Regions from separate parts of the Anas platyrhynchos genome. Here region 1 is linked to region 2. A link is a contact called in public Hi-C data. All regions are on one chromosome and are shown on one strand. The core of a region is the stretch at or near the end of the contact, and the rest is flanking DNA. Distances in the headings are between cores, read along the strand shown. Region 1 overlaps LOC113839717 (a long non-coding RNA gene). Region 2 holds the start of CLCN6 (chloride voltage-gated channel 6).

Region 1 (2,700 bases), core at 127-2,626, 44 kb before region 2:
TCACACATTCTTACATAGTTATTAGAGGCTAAAGCTTGTGATAGAGCCACTCATCCTCTTCTGGTACTGTCTGTAGTTTGTTCATGAGTCAGACTGAAGTGGTCATTTTATCCAAAATTCTCAAGTTTCTAATCTGCTGGGGTGGATTTGTTTGCTTGGTTGGTTTGTGTGTGTTTCGTTTGAGTTTTTTAAACCTGAACTTGTTCTAATCGAACTTTGAGGCATTCACCAGAAGAGGTCACCACACACCTCAGTAATGACGGAGACAGACAACCCAAAGTAAGGAGGTTAGGTGGGATCTCACCAGACTGGTCGTCCAGTTTTGCTGGGGAAATCTCCCTCTGTGCTCAAAATAACTGGGGATATATAATGCCCATGCTGTCCAGGAATGGTTCCCTCTCTTCCTCCTGTCAGAGCTCATGAACTGGGGATTAATGCCTTAGTAGCCTTTCTTCTTCCAGCTGTGGTTTAGCTGCATGCTTTGCCACACAAAGAATTTTACCAACAGAGATCTCACGTAGCTCCCACTCAACGTGCCATCTCCCCACAGTAAGGAATAATATATATACCAATTAGATCTCAGTTTAAATATCAGAGGTATCTAACAAAGAGGAGGAAAGCAGTGTGAATACTTACAACCTGCCTGTGTAGACATCCCCACCTTTCCAAAACAACTATCCAGTAAGATTCTGTTCATCTCCCTGGAGATGAAGCTAAGCCTAAAATAACAGTTTGGGATGAGGACTTATGGAACATGAATACTTCTCTATGCATCTGCCGCTCACCACACACCAACCTTGTGCCATTGCTCCAAAAACCTCAGCTCATTTCCGAATTGTTTTTGATTTTACCAGTGTCTCCAAAACCTGGAAGGTTTGTTTCAGCTGTTCCTACAATGTTTGCTTAACCTTCACCCCCCCTTCTAACTTCTCACATTTATCTAATACAAAACCCCTCCCTTCTTGCTGTCATCCTGACATGATTAATCTGAGAAACTTCTCCAGTATTACAGCCTTTAACAGACTTCTGGGTTTTTCATACTTGGTCTCCAGCCATTTTCATGCTTCACCCACTTTACACTGCTCTACTACTGTTATTTACATCTACAGCTGAATCCATTCCTTCTCCACTTTTTCCTTTGAGAACTAAGGATTTCATCTGCTGCACCAGTGGGGGGGGGGGACGGGACGGGACTCTGTGTTTAAAGTACATTGGAAAAAGCAGCTGGCTTCTAGATGTCAAAAGAGTTTACAGAGAAATTGATATAACCATCAGCAACACTAGCACTGAGCAGAATCAGGGATCTTTAGAACCAAGCCACACAGCATGACCATTGAACCTAAGAATGCCCTTATGCACAAAGAAAAGGCTCCTTCGAGAGATGAATCACTGAAAGGGGGCCAGGAACACCCAGCAATGAATCACTGGATGTTGCACTTCTCTCTCTAATGTCATCCAAGCACCAACACTGGCAGATAATGAGAGGAATCAGAATTGAATCTTGGCAGCGACAGGCCAGATACAGAAGTCTCATGTGGCTGCTCTGTTTCCACTCCTGCTGTCACAGAGATCAGAATTGGGCCCACCTTCTCTCCCAGCAAGCAGCAGTGAGCAGAGCACTCAGCCATTTGACTAACACTGAGTACAGTCTGCAGCTATATCATCCCCTCCCTCACTGTTCTTTCCCTGCTAGGCTTCATTAGCATCAGCTGAATGTGATAAATGTGCCTGACAAACCTAATATTAAAATTTTGCCATCAAAACCCAATGCTGCAGAACCACCTATGACCTGCTGTGAAATGCCAGACTGCTGCCCTCCTTATCCTCAAGTGGCCCAGGCCCCTTCTCGTCCCAGAGGGTTACAGAGGAAAATATCCCTGCCTCACCTCATCAAAGAGATCAGTGAGCATTAATGAGAGCAGGTCAGATCAGGCAATGGCAAAATGCATTCCTGGGACCCCAGAGAAGAGCAGTGACAGCACAGAATCCCTCCTACTGGCTTTTTCAGTCCCTCAGGAAGTGTTGTTGGGCAGAAAGGTAGTATATTAATGCAGAGATGTTCTTCAACATCAATATGTGAATACTGTCATTTTTATTCCCTATGATGAATTAATATTCTCCCCCTTCTTACTCTATGGTGAAACATTGGGTAGTCATTTTTGAGAGAAGTTGCCCTACCTGAGTGAAACTGGAGGCAATACCACCAGCTTTCTGTCCAGGTGTCCTCTCGGATAGATGTAGAGACAAAAAATCCCCTCTCTATTTTCCAGCCTGGTCACACATGAGTCTGCTCTGCCAATTTGCTAACGTAACACCCTTGCTGCAGGATTCGTGAGCTCAGGACCTGCAACACCTTGCAGAGCAGGCTGAGGAGTTCTGTCTGCCTCATGCCCCTGTGCTGACATCCCTCACATGAGGGCTCCTGAGGAGAGCCCTCAAGGCTGCGACAGCAACATTGGCTGGATCAGTGAAGGAACAGGGCAAACTGAGGTAGAAGGATGGATTGAAGCCAGAGTCCAACTAGTCCAGGCTTTAACTCTGCCAAGGTGCCCTACCAGGCCGTTAGCAGAGAGAGGAAATGCATGCAGTAGGCCACTGTAGGATGACCTGCCCACCAGGGAAGTTCACGTTTGGGTTATTCCCCACAGACAGGCTATCAAAGATATTGGGAGATCAGAGCTCCTTCCACTACACAGTCCT
Region 2 (2,700 bases), core at 103-2,602:
CCTTTTCAAGCTGAACAGTAACAGGTTGATATTACAGTAAACAGCAACAGCTTGGTGACACCCATGCTGAAAGCAACTGCTCTGAAAAGCTCAGGGCCACAACACAGACACATAAAAATTAAGTCTTCTGTAAGAATCAGTATGTGATAGATAAGATCTGCTTTGAGCCAGCATGACACCACAGACAGCAGTAAAACAACAGTGACCAACTAGTTACAGATGCTTTTTTACGGTCATGATGACATAAGACCACAAGAGCCAGTAAAGTCACGTTAAAACAGGGGAGCAACGTAACAGATTCAGAAAATGCATTTTCTCAATAGGAGTCTGACTTGGGCAGCAAACATTTAAGCTCTACTCAGAGCACTGGGCATTAATCTACAAATGCTGCATCAAACTATGAGCAACATGTCTTTGCAGGCACAGCAGCTCCTGATATTTCTGTTGGTGTCAATACAACCTAGCTACAGTGATGCAAGTTGAGTGCCTACCCCCTTTAAATTAACGCAGATATAAACCTGTCTGTAGCTCTCTCCCCCTTAGTTCCACAAGCTGGTATCAGTTAACTTCCCACCTCATAGTCTTTGCGTGGAAGGATCTCATCTTCCTCTTCATGAGTTTCTCCTAGGATCGTCTACGAAACAAAGAACATGGGAATGAGAAAACATCAGGGGAACGAATGCATATGCTGGTGCTCACAAAAACTGGTAGCAAAGCCAAAATCAGGGAAGGCTTACCCCACTGATACTTATAAAGTTGGAGCATGAGTTACCAGACCACCACTTACATGGGGGTGACTGTATGTTGGGCCTTACCTTAAAGCTTGCCCTTCAGCGCAAATATATTACGTTACTACGCTGTGAAGGACTGCCGTGGGGAGGTAAAGCAGCGTGCCAAACCCGTCCCCCCCTTCCTTCACACCAACAAGGGAGTACAGGACAAGATACTTGCATGGACAGCATCACCCCGCCCTGAGCAGCTGGGCACTGCCCCGGCACCCTGTCTCCCAGCAGGAGCAGTGCCGGGCCGGGCAGGACGAGCCCTGAGACGGGCAGGAGGCGCGGCACCGCCTCAGGCACCAGGCCTGACATGAGCGGGGGCCAACCGACAACAACGGTGCTTTGGGGGACCGGGACAGCGATGGCTGCGGCACCAGCGGCCGAAGCGGGGATCCCCACAGACTCCGGGTAAGGGGCAGCGACCGTACCAGCTCCTCAGGGGTGCGGCTCTCCCTCTCCCCACAGCAGCGCGGGCAGCAGCAGCAGCACAGCCCCCCACCGCACCCCGCCATCTTGGCCCGCCGCCGCCCCTCTCCCGGCACCCCCCGCGCCAACGCCCTCCCTCCCTCTCCACCACGTGACCCCCGCGGCGGCGGCTGGTTGGGTGGGGGAATAGGGAGAGAAAGGGAGGGGAGCGAAGTGAAGCCGCGGCGCCATGTTGGGTAAGGGAAAGCGCCGGGCAGCACGTGACCGCCGGCCCCGCTTAAAGCGCCGCGGGATGGGGCCGCAGCGCCCGGCCCCGCCGCCAGGTGAGCGGGGCCCTGGGGACGGGGGGGGCCAGCTCGTTCCGCCCCTATAGGGGCCGTGCTGCCCTTTTAGGGGGCGTCCCGCCGGGCTCAGCAGCTTTAGGGCTGCCCCCACGCACGGCTCGGTGCCTCGGAGCCCTGCGGGTTTGCGCGCGTGGGGCCCCCGCAGGCGCTGCGGAGCTCTGGGGGGGGTCAGCTCCGGGCTGTAGGGTGGGAAATGTCCTGAGGGGAGGTAAAGGGGTGCCACGGGGATGGGGTAAACGCGGCTGGTGGAGCCGTGCTGCGCCGCAGATCCCTGCCCCGAGCCCAGCCCGTGGCAGAGGGGTCACTGGGGAGCGCTGCCCCCCAGCTGCTGGCGTTTCCCCCCGTCTTGTGTGTGCTACGACTGCCTTTGCTGCTTACTGAGGGTTTTTTTTCTCTTTACGACAGCTGTGAGTTTCTCCGAGCAGGTCCCTGATGCGCTGTTCCCAAGGCTGCTTGTAGATAACGCTTTAAGCGTTTCTATTGTCTTTGTGGTTCTAGATTGCTGTCGAGATAAGGAGATTTCCTCCAGAGAAAGCCTTGCTGCGTAGAGGCGTTACTGAGCAAACCTTACTGAGCAAACCTTACTGAGCAAACCTTCCTGCGTGCTGCATTGCAAGTAGCAGAACCAAGGTCTTTGATTTACCTGAGGGGTTGTAGCTTGTTCCTCTCAGTTCTGACCCGCTAGCTTGATCGCCACCGTGTGCTTTGAGATAATTCCCCAGATTAGTGCCACGTGGGTGCCAGGCGTGTTTATTTTGAAAGAGCTTGTGGGCAGGTTGTTAACAGTGTGCCAGAGGTTGCTTTTGGAGCTGTCGGTAGCTGCTGGTTTTATTGTGACCTGCTGTGTTGGTACACAAGAGATTTGAGACTCCAGGTTTCTCTTGGCCCCAGGAACCCTGCACTCCTTTCTCTGATCTCCTGCCAGCTGGAGAGGTCCCCAGGTGGTAAAAGTAGACTTTCTCCCAAAGGGTTTTTGCTTGGTTGCCAGCTTAGTGTAAACAGTAGAAAAAAAGTTCAAAGTCTGCTTGGATGACCCAGACCCTCAGAGTTCCTGTAAGGACAAAATGTGCATTAGATTGTGCAACAATTTCCTCCAAAATAGCCTCCGATGTCACTGGGAAACAGCAGGCTGTCATTACATAACAAATCTA

The links. Hi-C and Micro-C count contacts between places; a contact is called where the count stands out from the background.
Region 1: a Hi-C map of skeletal muscle shows a contact between it and region 2, with 4 times the contacts expected there. The contact joins the enhancer-like site here to the promoter of CLCN6 in region 2. A contact is called at or near these places in 3 of 8 Hi-C or Micro-C datasets (liver, skeletal muscle and subcutaneous adipose tissue).

The regions. Positions count from the first base shown.
Region 1 is chr22:5,347,972-5,350,671 of IASCAAS_PekinDuck_T2T, reverse strand. The region is part of intron 2 of LOC113839717 (a long non-coding RNA gene); the gene reads right to left. Among named protein-coding and RNA genes, the nearest start is that of KIAA2013, 34 kb to the left of the region's middle. Within about 2 kb of position 1,376, at least 1 of the 8 cell types and tissues checked has an H3K27ac peak or open chromatin away from gene starts, as enhancers often do.
Region 2 is chr22:5,303,598-5,306,297 of IASCAAS_PekinDuck_T2T, reverse strand. CLCN6 (chloride voltage-gated channel 6) reads right to left here and starts at 1,352. Exons shown (of 22, transcript XM_038166547.2): 1 at 1,208-1,352; 2 at 575-634. The coding sequence starts at 1,291. MTHFR (methylenetetrahydrofolate reductase) reads left to right here and starts at 1,404. Exons shown (of 12, transcript XM_027443023.3): 1 at 1,404-1,528.